3 separate regions of the Mus musculus genome follow, and all the other regions are linked to region 1. A link is a contact called in public promoter capture Hi-C data. All regions are on one chromosome and are shown on one strand. The core of a region is the stretch at or near the end of the contact, and the rest is flanking DNA. Distances in the headings are between cores, read along the strand shown.

Region 1 (4,446 bases), core at 1,679-4,178:
GCTGGGGAGAAGTGGAGCATGGCTGGGGAGGAGTGGAGCGTGGCTGGGGAGGAGCGGAGCGTGGCTGGGGAGGAGCGGAGCGTGGCTGGGGAGGAGTGGAGCGTGGCTGGGGAGGAGCGGAGCGTGGCTGGGGAGGAGTGGAGCACGGCTGGGGATGTCTTAAGCTGAAAATCAGCCATGAAGGTTTCAAGACATCAGTGTGGTTGAGGAACTGAGAGAAATGTAGACTGCCTCAAGCAGAGAGGGTGGAAGTGAGATGGAGGGCCTGAGGCAGACAGGACCAACTCATGGCAGCCTCTTTATGCTTATTGACTTTATTCAAGGCTAGAGGCAGGGTCAGACTTGTACACTATTTCTCCACTAATCCTAAGTGACTGCCCAAAACTGTGAATAGTGCTAAGTTCCACAGATACTATTTTCCCTCTTCATACATGTATTTGATAATGTTTTTGTTTATAAATTAGGCACAATAAGAATAAGTATAAGCTAGACCAGGTTGAACATCCATTAGCTGGAGTTCTGGGGATCCAAAGTATTTCAGATTTGTGATTTTTGTGCTTCGAATTTTGACAAATTTACATATATAATGACATCTTGGGGATGGGATCCAACTCTAAACTCACAGTCATTTATGTTTCATAGAACCCTTATATGCCTTATAGGGTTCTAAGGTAACTTCAAGGAGGAAAGTAATGTCCCAGTACACCCACATTTGTGCTCTGATCTGTCATAGAAAGTCAGGGATGGGCTGTTCCTCTCGTGTGTTCTGTTGACCCTTGAAAAGTTTTAGATCTGGGATGTCTTCAGCTCTGGATTTTCAGAATAAGGTTGCTCAGGTTGCATTCTGTGTACTGTAATACAAGTGACGTGGTTTGTGTCCCTGATCTCAAAACTGTTCTCCCAGTGTCTCATGTGATGAATGGAGATGTGACAAGATGAAGCGAGGAGAAATGACTTGGGCTTGGTGAGGCAATCGTAAACTGTCCTGTAAGGCTGTTTGGACATAAACCCTGCAGTACTGTGGGAGTCAATCTGATGATTGGAAGTACCAAGTCTCAATTTCATTCCACTACTTAGAATGGTGTACCTTTTAAAACGTGTTTACTTTTGGAATATATACAGAATGTTTTTGAATTACAGTTGACTATGGAAAACGAAATCGTAGGAACCAAAACCTCAGATAAAAATAGACTGCCAAATTATTTTTCTTATTTATTTACTTGTTTGTTTATTCTTTATTACACATATTTATATTTGTTTGGTTTGAGACCCTAGATATCCTAGGACTTTCTTTGTAGAGCAGGTTGACCTTGAACTCACAGAGATCCACCTGCTTCTGCCTCCCAGGTGCTGGAATTTAAGGCATGTGCCGCAACATCTGGCTACATATTTCTATGAACACGGGTCAATGACAAACTTCTCTGGAACTCAACCCAAGTCAATTCCTTATATTTCAAAACCATGTTGAACTTTGGAACTTTGGAACTTTGGAATATATCATTGTTCATATGATCCTGGGATTTTTTTCATGGGCTCATATTTTCTGCTGAAATTTCTCTATGCCTTCTTTCTTGGTTTAACCAACAATTTTACAGGCAGTACTTCACCTTTTACAGATGATGGGAGCTGAAAAGTTTACTATGTCCTCAACAGCCCATCAGGGAGCTGTAGGCAGGGAGATGCATTAAATACACTATTGGTGTTACAGTCAGGTAATGCAAATTGAGGAGTAGAAGTGGAGAGGAGCTCAAAGGTGTTTAAGACTACTTTCTTGATAGGAAAGGGAAGAGTGGACAGGCAAAAGAGGAATCAAAAATGGCCTCTAGGTTTTGATACACAGTTTTATTGAAAAGAATGTCTGTTAGCCTAGTATTTAAGAATAAATTTAGGTTAAGCAAAGTAATATCAAAGAATGATGTTCTTCTAGTAAAATTTCAATGAATGGAACTTACTTGACCAGAAAACTTTGGGAGATTATTACTGTTTAGGGGCTTTAACGTGTTTTTTTTTTCCCCTGGTTTTTAATTTGTATAAATTTTGCAGTCTTGGTATACTGAAAATAAAGCCTCTTTTTGGTCAAAATCAAGCTTAACTGATGAGTCTACTTTGTTTCGTATTACGAAACCTTGAGTTTTTGAAGCTTAACATGCCTTTTTGCTCCTTCTATTTTTTCCCATATCTTGTACCTTAGAAAGAGTTGTAGATGGCTCCTATCAATGGACCAGTGATAATTTAGACTCCGCCTTCTCCGCCTAAGTCCCGCCCACATCAAAACCACACCTCTCTCTTAGCCCCGCCTCCTGAAGATGTCGTCTCCGATATGACAGCAAATTCTCCACAATGCTATCCAATGGGACATACGAAAGGCGGGACCTATGTCAATCTTTTTTCCCCCATTTGTCCAATTATATATCTATTTGTACTCAGTTCCATCCCACTTAGTCTTCAACCCAAGGATTGGTTTCTCTGTTCTTTGTTCCTGGCTCGTGATTGGTTTTTTTCCTCATTCCGCCCCTCTCTTCTAGCTCTTGCAGGCGGGATTAGCACGCAGCTTCCTGCTCTTTCCAAAAATAAAAAAATAAAAAAAAAATAAAAGAAGAAAAAGAAAAGAGGAGAGAGGCGAAAGAAAAAAAAAAAAAGTCACGGAGATTTTTGATTTTTAATTGGCTTTCAGTCTTGTCGGTCAGGCCAAGATTTGCCTTTTTATTGGTCTGTCTGTCTGCCCATCCTGAACCGGGGGCGGGATTTCCCCAGGAGACCCACACCTGGTTGCCACTGGTCGACCAGTGCGCCTGTCTGAAGCTTCCGGCCAGGGATTGGAGGCGGACGCGGACAGGTGGGCGTGGATTGGCTAGGGCAGCCGGTCAGTGTGAGGCGGGGGCGGGGCCTCGGCGGCTGGTTGCGCGTGTCCGCCGCTGGCTCCGCTCTATCCGGCTTTGCTAGGGGAGGTGAGTCCGGCCGCGGCGGCACCGGCGGCTGAGAAGGCGGCGGCTGAAGAGAAAGCGGTCACGGCGGCTGTGGAGAAAGCGACCGTGGGCACGGAAGCCGGGTGGGGGGGAGGGGGGGAGACGGAGCAGCCTTGAGCCCTGCAGGGGCCGTCGCGCGGGGGACCCACCCGCTCTCCCCCCCAACCCTCCTCAGCACAAGCCGGCGGCGGCGGGGGCAGGAGTCAGCCTGCTTCCGACCGTCCCCCGCCCGCTTCCCGGGGCTCCTATTCTTTGGCCCCGGGACCCTAACCTCCTCCGGGGCGGTTCCCTGTGTCTGGGCGTCCGAGTACTGCCCACCGCTCTTTCATTCCCTCCCTGCACCTTCTTCCCTTCACTTTTGCCGGGGTTTTCTCTCTCCTCTTCTGTCCTGCCTGTCGCCTCTTCGCCTCACTCTCTTCCTCCAGCCTCCTTCCCTGGCTCATTCTGCCTAGGAAAGTTTGGTACATCTCCTCAGTCCCCCCAATCAGGTCAACCAGACTCGGAGTAGGGGGCGATGTAGGAAGGCCTGAGAGTTCGAGGGGAGGGAAGCTGGAAGCTGGTTTCCCTGATAATTTCCCCTCATCTTTTTTGATTTAGAGTGGTTGGAATTTTTTTTTAATTGTGTTTTTGAGGAGGTGGGAGGTGTTTAGAAAAGGATGTGGGAATGGAAGGGGTAGATGAGTCAACCCTCTTACAAGATTCCAAGGGTGGCGTGTTACCAGATCCTTTTCGTGTGCGGAGTTCAGGGGGTCGGGAGGTTTGGCCTTTATTCCCACATTCAAAGTTGGAACCTCCCCCCCATTAAGAATGGAGTTTTAGTATCCACTTGTGGCAGGAATCCTGGGGGGAAGGGGCCCTTTTCCCTTTTTCTTTTCCTTTTTTTTTTCTTCTTATTTTATGTTCTTAACTTTTATTTTGACAACCCATACCCTTCCACACACTCTCACCCCCAAATCGAACACCCAAGATTGTCAAACTTGTCTGGATTGACCGATGAAGACATAAAGCCAGTTCCGCTCTATGTTTTTTGAGGTGGAGTGAGTGGTTTTTCTTCATTTTTTTAAATGGCCAAATGACAGCTTGACCCAGTTTGCTTTCCAATCAAAGGGCATTTTTTTGAATGTCTCTTTGTGGCACAAGAGCCAACGCAAAAATGATGGCGGCTTACAATGGCGGTACATCTGCAGCTGCAGCAGGTCACCACCACCACCATCATCACCACCTTCCACACCTTCCTCCTCCTCACCTTCACCACCACCACCACCCTCAACACCACCTTCATCCGGGGTCGGCTGCTGCCGTACACCCAGTCCAGCAGCATACGTCTTCGGCAGCTGCGGCAGCCGCCGCAGCAGCTGCAGCCGCAGCCATGTTAAACCCTGGGCAACAACAGCCATATTTCCCATCCCCGGCACCGGGTCAGGCTCCTGGGCCAGCCGCAGCAGCCCCAGCTCAGGTACAGGCTGCTGCAGCTGCTACA
Region 2 (4,564 bases), core at 1,099-3,598, 830 kb before region 1:
AGTCTAAGGATGCTAAGTAACTTATAAATGATCAACTTCCACTTTTACTCTCCAGAGCAGCATGAATAAAAGAAAGTGAAGTGTGTGTGTGTGTGTATACATTTGTGAGTACAGGTGCTCACAGAATCTAGTTTATTCAGTATCACTCTAGAGCTGGAGTTACAGGTGATGTTGAACCACCTAATGTGAGTCCTGGGAACTGAACCTGGGTCTTTGCAAGAGCAGGATGTTTCTTTTTTTTTTTCTTTTTTTTTTTTAATCTACCTACCTACCTATCTACCTACCTATCTATCTATCTACCTACCTACCTATCTACCTACCTACCTACCTACCTATCTACCTACGAACCTACCTACCTAATTACCTACCTACCTATCTACCTACCTACCTACCTACTTACCTACCTATCTGTTATTCAGCATTCTGCCTGCATGTATGCCTGCGTGCCAGAAGAAGTCACTAGATCTCATTACAGATGGTTATGAGCTACTATGCTGGGAATTGAACTCAAGACCTCTGGTTGTGCTCTTAACCTCTGAGTCATTTCTCCAGCCCTGTATGTTCCTTTGTTAAAAATGTAAGGATTTATTTTTATTTTATGTGGGTGTTTTGCCTGTATGTATGTCTATGCACAATGTTCATGCAGTGCCCTTGCCAGAAAAGGGTGTCAGATCCCCTGGAACTAGAGTTACAGACAGCTGTGACTTGCCAGGTGGGTGTTAGACTTGGGTACTCTACAAGAGCAGCAAATGCCCTTAACTATTAAGCCATCCCTCTAAGCCCTTAACATTTTCCTCTTAATTAGTGATTCATCCTGGCTACACATCAGAACCAAATAAAAATATCAATGCCTAATCTCACGCCCTCCACCTGATTCCAGTTATATTGAGCTGACTTTCAAGTCAAGTACTGGGTGTTTCTTCCTAACTTCCTAGATGATGTTACCTTTTTCCCCCGTATAAAAGATTTATTTATTATATATAAGTACACTGTAGCTGTTTCCAGATGCACCAGAAGAGGATGTCAGATTTCATTATGGATGGTTGTGAGTCTCCATGTGGTTGCTGGGACTTGAACCCAGGACCTTCTGATGAGCAGTCAGTGCTCTTAACTGCTGAGCCATCTCTGCAGCCCGATGGTGTTACCCTTGACCATCACATTTACCTCTGTCAACTCTGTTACTTCAAATTCTGGGTTACATCTTTAAATGAACTGTGTGTTGAGAGGCACATGAAATCAAATTATTTTCTTTCTATCTTTTTTAATGTGTATGGGTATTTTGCTTGCATATGTGTCTATGCACTACATATGTGTCTGGTGCCCACAGAGGCAAGAAGAGAGCACCAGATCCTCTCTAGGACTGGAGTTACAGATGGTTGTGAGCTTCCATGTGGGTGCTGGGAGCTGAACTTGGTTGTTTGGAAGAACAGTCAGTGCTCTTAACTGCTGATACAAATTTTCTCATGAATTTACTACTAGTTTTAAAAAAAAGTTCCTCTCCCTAAATGTTTAGTAAATCATAACCAGATAAAGCAAAGTGTCGATAAAATGAAAATTAAAGCACAGAGGGCAAGCAGACTTTCCCCTTTCACTTTTACTCTCCAGAGCATCATGAATGTCTTTCTTTCTCTCACATCTCTTCTGGCTGCTCTGCCCTAGTCCTTTTGTGGTTATAAGGTCTGGGGGTGGAGTGAGGGGTTTTGTTTGTTCTGTAATTCAGGCTGGCCTCAAAGTCACTGTGTGTGATGATCTCCAACACACCAGAGAGCCTCCTGCTCTGCCTCTAAAATGCTGAGATTACAGGCATGCATCATTATGCCAGGCTCTGCTTGTCTTCTTCAAGGGTAAAACAGACCTGATTGGAAATGACTTCAGACAGTTGCTCCCATTTTCTGCAATCAAAGATGAAGTTGGGTGGCAGACACAGAATAATTCAGTTATCCTCATGGAGTCAATTTAAGCTACCGATGAAGGAGTAACACTCACATGCACGGCTCACCTGCCATGGGAGGTGTCATCTTACCCAGTGCTCACAATGTTCCAAAACAGTAGGTTTTTAGAGGAGGAAATGGTGAGTGAGAAGGCACTGACTTGCCTGAGACCTACACAACATTCATTTCTTCTAATAAGAAATATCCCTCAGAATTTACCTCAGAATAGATAATTTCTCAGGCAAGACTCCGTCCTAAATTTTTAGATTATGGATCCCCATGCCTGGAGAGTCAGGGATCAGTTACAAACATCAGCTACAAGCACTTAAAGTTATATAGATTGTGTTTCAAAATACGCTCTGGTGAAGGAGCAAACTCTTAGTCATTCTGTGGCATATTGCACTTCCTGTAACGGCTACTGATAAACTTCCTCTGCTGCACAGAAGCCGTCTCAGTGCGCTGGAGACCACCGTTAATCCGCACTGAAACACCCCTTTGCTCTCTCAGCCAAATCACCAACATGTCCTGTTAGAACAAGAATTTACATTCTGCGAAAGAAGTTCACAGGTAAGCACACCTGGACACAGGCCCTCTGATTTCTGATTTCAGTTTTGCTTATTTATTTTAAAAACTAAAACAGTATTAGTGTTTCATACTTAGTTGAATTCAGCTCTCAACAGTTTAAAGATGTCTACAGAAAGTTTCTGTGGTCCTGCTGTGCAGAATTTTATAAATTTATACTCAGGGTTGATACTGTCTGAAAGATTTTTATCAAGATTTTAATATTATCAGCCCTTTGAAGTTTACTCAGTCAAAATATTTGTTAAATCACTTTAATAATTTTAAGTAAGGCAAGAGTTAAAAATAAAATTAAATTCTACAGGCTTTGACTAAATTTACAATCTCTAAAATATTGTTTAAAAAATTCTCAAGCTGGGGCAGAGCCTGCCCCACATGTATAAGGCCTGGGGTTTGGCCTGGCATTGTAAACAGAGAGGGGACAGAGTCTAAGTTACTTTCTACACAGACTGTCTATTCCTATAGATTTAGATTATCTCATCAGTATTTTCCCCACTATTTAGAAAGAAAAAAAAAAAAAAAGTCAGTGCTTTTACATGCAGCCCAGGCCGGCTTCTAACTCAGATCTTTCTGTCTCCAACACACAAGTTACTAGGATTAAAAGCATTCACTACCATTACTGGCATAAATTATTTTTGTCTAACACTTTAGTTTATAAACCATCAATGGTCACCTTCGTTTTAACTTAAAGAGAAATTAAATTAGATGTCATTTTTGTATAAAATAAATTTTATATTTAAGTAATAATTATGACATATATTATGTCATTTTAAAAGTTCCATAAGGCCGGACATGGTGGCGCATGCCTTTAATCCCAGCACTCAGGAGGCAGAGGCAGGTGGATTTCTGAGTTCGAGGCCAGCCTGGTCTACAAAGTGAGTTCCAGGACAGTCAGAGCTATACAGAAAAACCCTGTCTCGAAAAAACCAAAAAAAAAAAAAAAAAATAAGGTAAAAGTTCCATAAGGAAAAAATATTATGATAAAGTGGGTATGTGCATATTCACATGTGTGCTTATGCCACATACTCTGAGCTGACCTGTTAGTGAAGAATATGAACAGAAAGAAACATTCACAGAAAGAACGTTTTGTAAAAACTTGTTGGTATATACAAAAGATACTTGCCTTGTGACTAAATGGAACAATTACATAAAATAAATAAAAATGCACTGAGCTTCCAAAGACCTGCAATCCCAAAGAAAAATAATTTGGAAGTGGGTTAGGTCCTATTTTAACACTTTATCAACATAACTTTTCTTTATAGCATCCTGGTTTAATTAATTAATTAAAGTCCTGGAACTCTGTAATCAGGCTGGCCTTGAACTCACAGAGAGATCTGCCTGGCTCTGCCTAGGCCTCTGCCTCTCTGCCTCTCCTCTGCCTTTCTTGTTCATAATTCTACAAAGGCTCCAGCATGTAGCAGAAGTCCAAGGCTCAGGGCAGCATGGTTTCATACTGTGCCACCACTAGGGCTGTGACAGCTTGTCAAGTTAACCAAGTTCTCTCTCTCTCTCTTTCTTTTTTTTTTAAAACTTGGAAGATGAAAATACAACCACCTAGGTCATGCAAATAAATCTTATTACTCAGGAATTTTCTGGTGTTCAGCAATGGTAGCTATTTTTACTGATAAAAAATGGCCATAAAATACTACTTGTAATTTGAGATTGATTTCCTTTTCTGGTTTCTTCCTACTATGGTTTTAAAATCTCACTAGTTTAGAGACAGCACTAGTACTATGTGCCTACCTCTTATATGTGTACTATAATTTACTTGTTGCTTTTGATTTTGGTTTTTGGGGACAGGGTCTCCCTACAATATAACCTTGGTTAGCCTGGAACCCACAAGCAGACCTGGTTGGCCTCTAACTCTAAGACCTCCCTGCCTCTGCCTCCAGAAATGGAGGTATAAGCTTCCACACCCAGCTATACTTATTTTTCTTATATCAAAATAACTGAAAGATCTAATTTTGTTTGTTTATTTGAGACAGGTTATCACTATCTAGCCTTGGCTGGTTTGGGCCTCCTTAAGTAGACCAGGCTGGCCTCAAATTCACAGA
Region 3 (4,196 bases), core at 546-3,045, 930 kb before region 1:
GGAGCTGGGATTCCGGTGAGTTCTAAGGATTCACTCTGCCTGGATGGCTCAGGGACACTCAGGAGCCCACAGGCAGGAATTGGCCCATGTCCACCAAGCTATCTGACTAAGCCAAACCAAGTCACCTGCCATGCCTAGGAATACACAGCCTCAGTGGGTGCTCTGGCCAGAGCTGTGTGGAGGATGGGAAGAGGTTTGTCTTCCTGGAAGAGGCATAACACTCACAGTCACATTCTACAGTCCTACAGGGGAGACGGGAAGAGCCAGGTTGTTGAGATTGCTGGCTCCGTCTTTCTGCCTCTCTGGGACCTCTGGATTTTGGGAAAACAATACAACAAGACCATTGCTTATAAAGAATTCCCTCTTGAGGGTCAGGTCCTCCGAGCCTACTTCCCCTCTTTGCTAAATGCACCATCTTTTCTGGCTGTGGTTGAGACAGTACGGATGCCACGGAAGCTGCTGGAGCCCATGGAACATGTCCCTGCTCCTGGGTACCCCTGGGGTTCTTGGCCTCAGTGCATCTCTGTTCTCCAACTTCTCACTGCAAGCTTCGTTTTGACATGTCTTTGAAACATTGGACCTCAAGGGTGAAGGGGATGCAGAGACTCGGATGATTGTGGATCCCTGATTTGTCCTTGCATTAAATCAGACCTAGCCTGGCTGGGCAAGTCCTGCTTTTTGGCCAAGAAAACTGAGGTTCTGAGATGTTGAGGGGAACTTGCTGAAGTTGTATGGGTAGTCAGTGGCCTTAGTGAGGTGCGGATCCCATTTTTAAATGACGGTACCGCCTACTCATTCTGCACCCTCCACAAAGGCTGGGCCCAAAAAGAGTCCAGGGCCACTTAGTGTCAGCCCCACATTGGGGGTTCTCTGTCCCAGGTCTGGTTCCATTGGTCCTGAATGCATTCATGGACCGGACACAGTAAAACAGTTCTGGAGCCCTCAGCGCTGGCCTTACACACACTTGGAGCCTGGTTATCCAGGTCTACCCCTAACGGTTCTCAAGCTGAGCACAGTCTGGAACCAGACTTGTACCCTGGCCCCACAGCGGCTGGACGTTTAGTCTCTGTCATCTTCAAATTGTTAGACAAAATTTACAGGTTCCCTTTGTGAGGAGCAGGCATCTGCACTAAGCAGACTGGACAGAAAGAGCCTTGCTCATGACAGTGTCTCGTGCCACTAAGACGGAAACTAAACTGCTATGTGGAAATCAGGAGGGTCTTAGCTGGTACGGTAAGGGAGTCTCCTGCTACCTTAACCCTTTCAAAATAGCAGTTTGATGCTGGCCAATCAGCTTTTTGTTCCTGTTATTCAGTTTCTTTATTCCTGTGATAGCAACACTATGTTTTAAGTTTAAATTACTGTGCTTAAGAGAAATATAAAGCAGAAATGCTTCACCAGGGGGTAGTGCATGCCTTTAATCAGGAGGCAGAGGCAGGGGGATCTCTCTCAGTTTGAGGGCGTTCTGGTCTACAGAGGGAGTTCCAGAACAGTCAGGGCTACACAGAGAAACCCTGTCTCTAAAAAACAAAACAAAACAAAACAAAACAAAACAAAACAAAAGCCTGTAACCTGTAAGGTCCACTTGCTCAAGGACAGATAACTTCCTGAAATGCTGTAGTTTATGTACGATAACAAACCACACATTTTCACTTCTGTAAACAAGCTTGGTTGCCCCAACTGCACAGGATATGCACTTGATCATGGGTAGGCGGAGGAGGTACATAGGCAGGAAGTACGTCAGGATATATGCCTGCCCCTGGTTGGACAAAGGCAGGAAGTTTGTAGCCTCGTGAGTTTTGCCTTTATAAACTCCTGACTAATGGAATTCGGGGGCCATTCTCTGAGCTTGAGTCTCAGGAATGGTCTTGGCCAGTATATTTTTTTAATTAATTTATTTATAATATATACAGCATTCTGCCTACATGTATGCCTGCAAGCCAGAAGACTTCAATATAGATAGTTATGAGCCACCATGTGGTTGCTGGGAATTGAAATCAGGACGTCTGGAGAAATAGCCAATGCTCTTAACCTCTGAGTCATCTCTCCAGCTCCCCGGTCAGTATTTAATAAACCCTGTTGTATTAGAATTAAGTCATCGTCAGATGGTGAATCTCTGAATGACCAGATCCGTTACTGTTCCCACCTTACAAAACCCACTGTCCTGTTCCTGCCCTAGATCTTGTGTTAGTCCTGTTGTCAATGAAGGACTCGAGGAAGAGAGGGAGGGAGGGAGGGAGGGAGGGAGGGAGGGAGGACGAACTTATCTTGGCTCATGGTTTCAGAGTCTCACTGGGATCCATTGCTTGGAGACTGAGGTAAGACAGAGTAACACGGCAGTAGGAATGTGTGGTAGAAGCGTCATACCTCATGGTGGGGAAGGGCAGGGTGGTGGTGGTGGTGGTGGTGAACCTGATCTACCGACTTTTCCCTTTCTTGTCCTTTCATTCCGTCTGACAGGATGGCGGGGCCTGTATATTCAGGGCACATCTCCTTTTAGTTAACCCTCTCTGAAAACACCCTCCCCAACCCACCCTGAATGGCCTTTCCTAATCTTCTAAGTCAGTGTTTCTTACCTGTGGGTTCTGACCCTTTTGGGGACACATATCAGATCCTGTATATCAGGCATTTACATGACAATTCATAACAGTAACACAATTACAGCTATAAAGTAGCAATAAAATGACCTCATGGATGTGAGTGTCACCACAACATGAGGAAAGGGTCCTAGTACTAGGAAGGTTGAGAACCATTGTTGCAAGTATGTCTCAATCTGATCAGGCTCAATTATGAGAACCTAGGTAAATAATCTAACACCAGGATATACTCAGCCCGCATAACTGCAATCTTCAACTGAATTGATACACTTCTGTCTCTTGATAGTGCCTTAGCTTTCTCCGACACGGTCTGTTTGGCCACCCTCAGCATTACCAGACACCTCATATAGCTTCCTCCCTGCCGAAGCCCAGTTGGACACCACCACGCAGAATACTATGGCTCTAGCCTTCTTCCATTTCTCAGGGAGGTGGCCTCAGGATGAGGGACTACCCAGAGCCAGAGGGGTTTTGGAGCTGACTTGGGTGAGAAACCAAAAGAGTCCTCATCCAGCCGGAAGGTTCCCTGGAGACTGTGGATAGTGCAACTTAAACTGTCTCTGTGGTACACAGCTGTGCTTGCAAACAGTCCAATGCATTATAAACAGATCATTTGGCGATAACAGCAGAATAAATTAAAACACACACACACACACACACACACACACACACACACACACACACACACACTCTGTGCATTTATGTGGAAGCTAATGTGTATAGAAGCCAGGAAACTAGAGAGGGACAAGAGAGGCCTTAAGGGAAATGGGCAGAGGCAATAACGGAACACGTGTAACTAGGAACCTTTCTGTGAGTATGAGGAGCAGAGGGAGTGGGGAGACTAGAGGTCAACTAAAGCCAAGGATATATGCAAATACAAAATGAAGGTGGTCTCTATGATGGCTGCTCTTGGTTGTCAGCCCGACACACCTGGGAAGAATGGACATCCTCGGCTGAAGATTTGCCTCCATCAGATTGAGCTGTGGGCACGACTGTGAGACAGCTTATTATTTATTGATGGTGGAGGGTCCAGTCCAGGGCAGCTGTCCCCAAGCTAGCTCAACAGAAGCAGAGAGCACACCAGCAAGCAGGGTACCTCCATGGCCTTGGCTTCACTTCCTGCCTCCAGATCCCTGCCTTGAACGACTGCTGGTACTGGGTTGTGGTCTCCCTAACTTGGTTCTGGTCATGGCATTTACCACATCAGCAGGATGCAAAGAGGCACAGAGCTCTGGAGGCCTTGTTATTTCCCTAAAGGAGTGGCTTTTCTGCCTAACCACTGCCTGGTACCCACACCCGAGTTTATGTCACTGAGATGACTTAGGGTGTTTCTAGGTGCCCCATGATGGTGCTGGTCACAGAAATATCACACTTGGGACTCTCAGCCCCTCTAACTCCCCACCTCTAGACGGAAGGAGGGGCTAGAGACTGGGTTATGAAAACTAACTTTAAAATTAAAAAAAATTAATTACATATTTAGTGTGTGTGTGTACACACTAGACTTCCTAAGGGCTTCACTGTACCGATTCCAAAGTGATATTTTTTTCTTTTCTTGATTATTTTGAGACAGTCTTGCTATGTGGCCCAGGCTGGCCTCAAACC

Evidence for each region. Promoter capture Hi-C pulls out the DNA fragments that hold promoters and counts their contacts.
Region 2: a promoter capture Hi-C map of pre-B cells shows a contact between it and region 1, with 2.6 times the contacts expected there. The contact joins the promoter of Evi2b here to the promoter of Nlk in region 1. A contact is called at or near these places in 4 of 39 promoter capture datasets (the C10 cell line, the HPC-7 cell line, hippocampal neurons and 1 more), 2 of 115 datasets of contacts at active chromatin or transcription factors (double positive thymocytes and large pre-B cells) and 1 of 9 other capture datasets (adipose tissue).
Region 3: a contact with region 1 is called in a promoter capture Hi-C map of pre-B cells, with 5 times the contacts expected there. The contact joins the promoter of Rab11fip4os1 here to the promoter of Nlk in region 1. A contact is called at or near these places in 2 of 39 promoter capture datasets (liver and pre-B cells).

What each region holds. Positions count from the first base shown.
Region 1 is chr11:78,695,907-78,700,352 of GRCm38.p6, reverse strand. Nlk (nemo like kinase) reads left to right here and starts at 2,928. Exons shown (of 11, transcript NM_008702.3): 1 at 2,928-4,446. The coding sequence starts at 4,087.
Region 2 is chr11:79,521,546-79,526,109 of GRCm38.p6, reverse strand. Evi2b (ecotropic viral integration site 2b) reads left to right here and starts at 2,348. Exons shown (of 2, transcript NM_001077496.1): 1 at 2,348-2,498. The region is part of intron 36 of Nf1 (neurofibromin 1); the gene reads right to left. It overlaps Evi2 (ecotropic viral integration site 2), which reads left to right. Exons shown (of 4, transcript NM_146023.4): 3 at 2,375-2,498.
Region 3 is chr11:79,620,762-79,624,957 of GRCm38.p6, reverse strand. It overlaps Rab11fip4os1 (RAB11 family interacting protein 4 (class II), opposite strand 1), which reads left to right and starts at 1,795. Exons shown (of 3, transcript NR_003283.1): 1 at 1,795-2,058. All of the region lies in intron 3 of Rab11fip4 (RAB11 family interacting protein 4 (class II)), which reads right to left.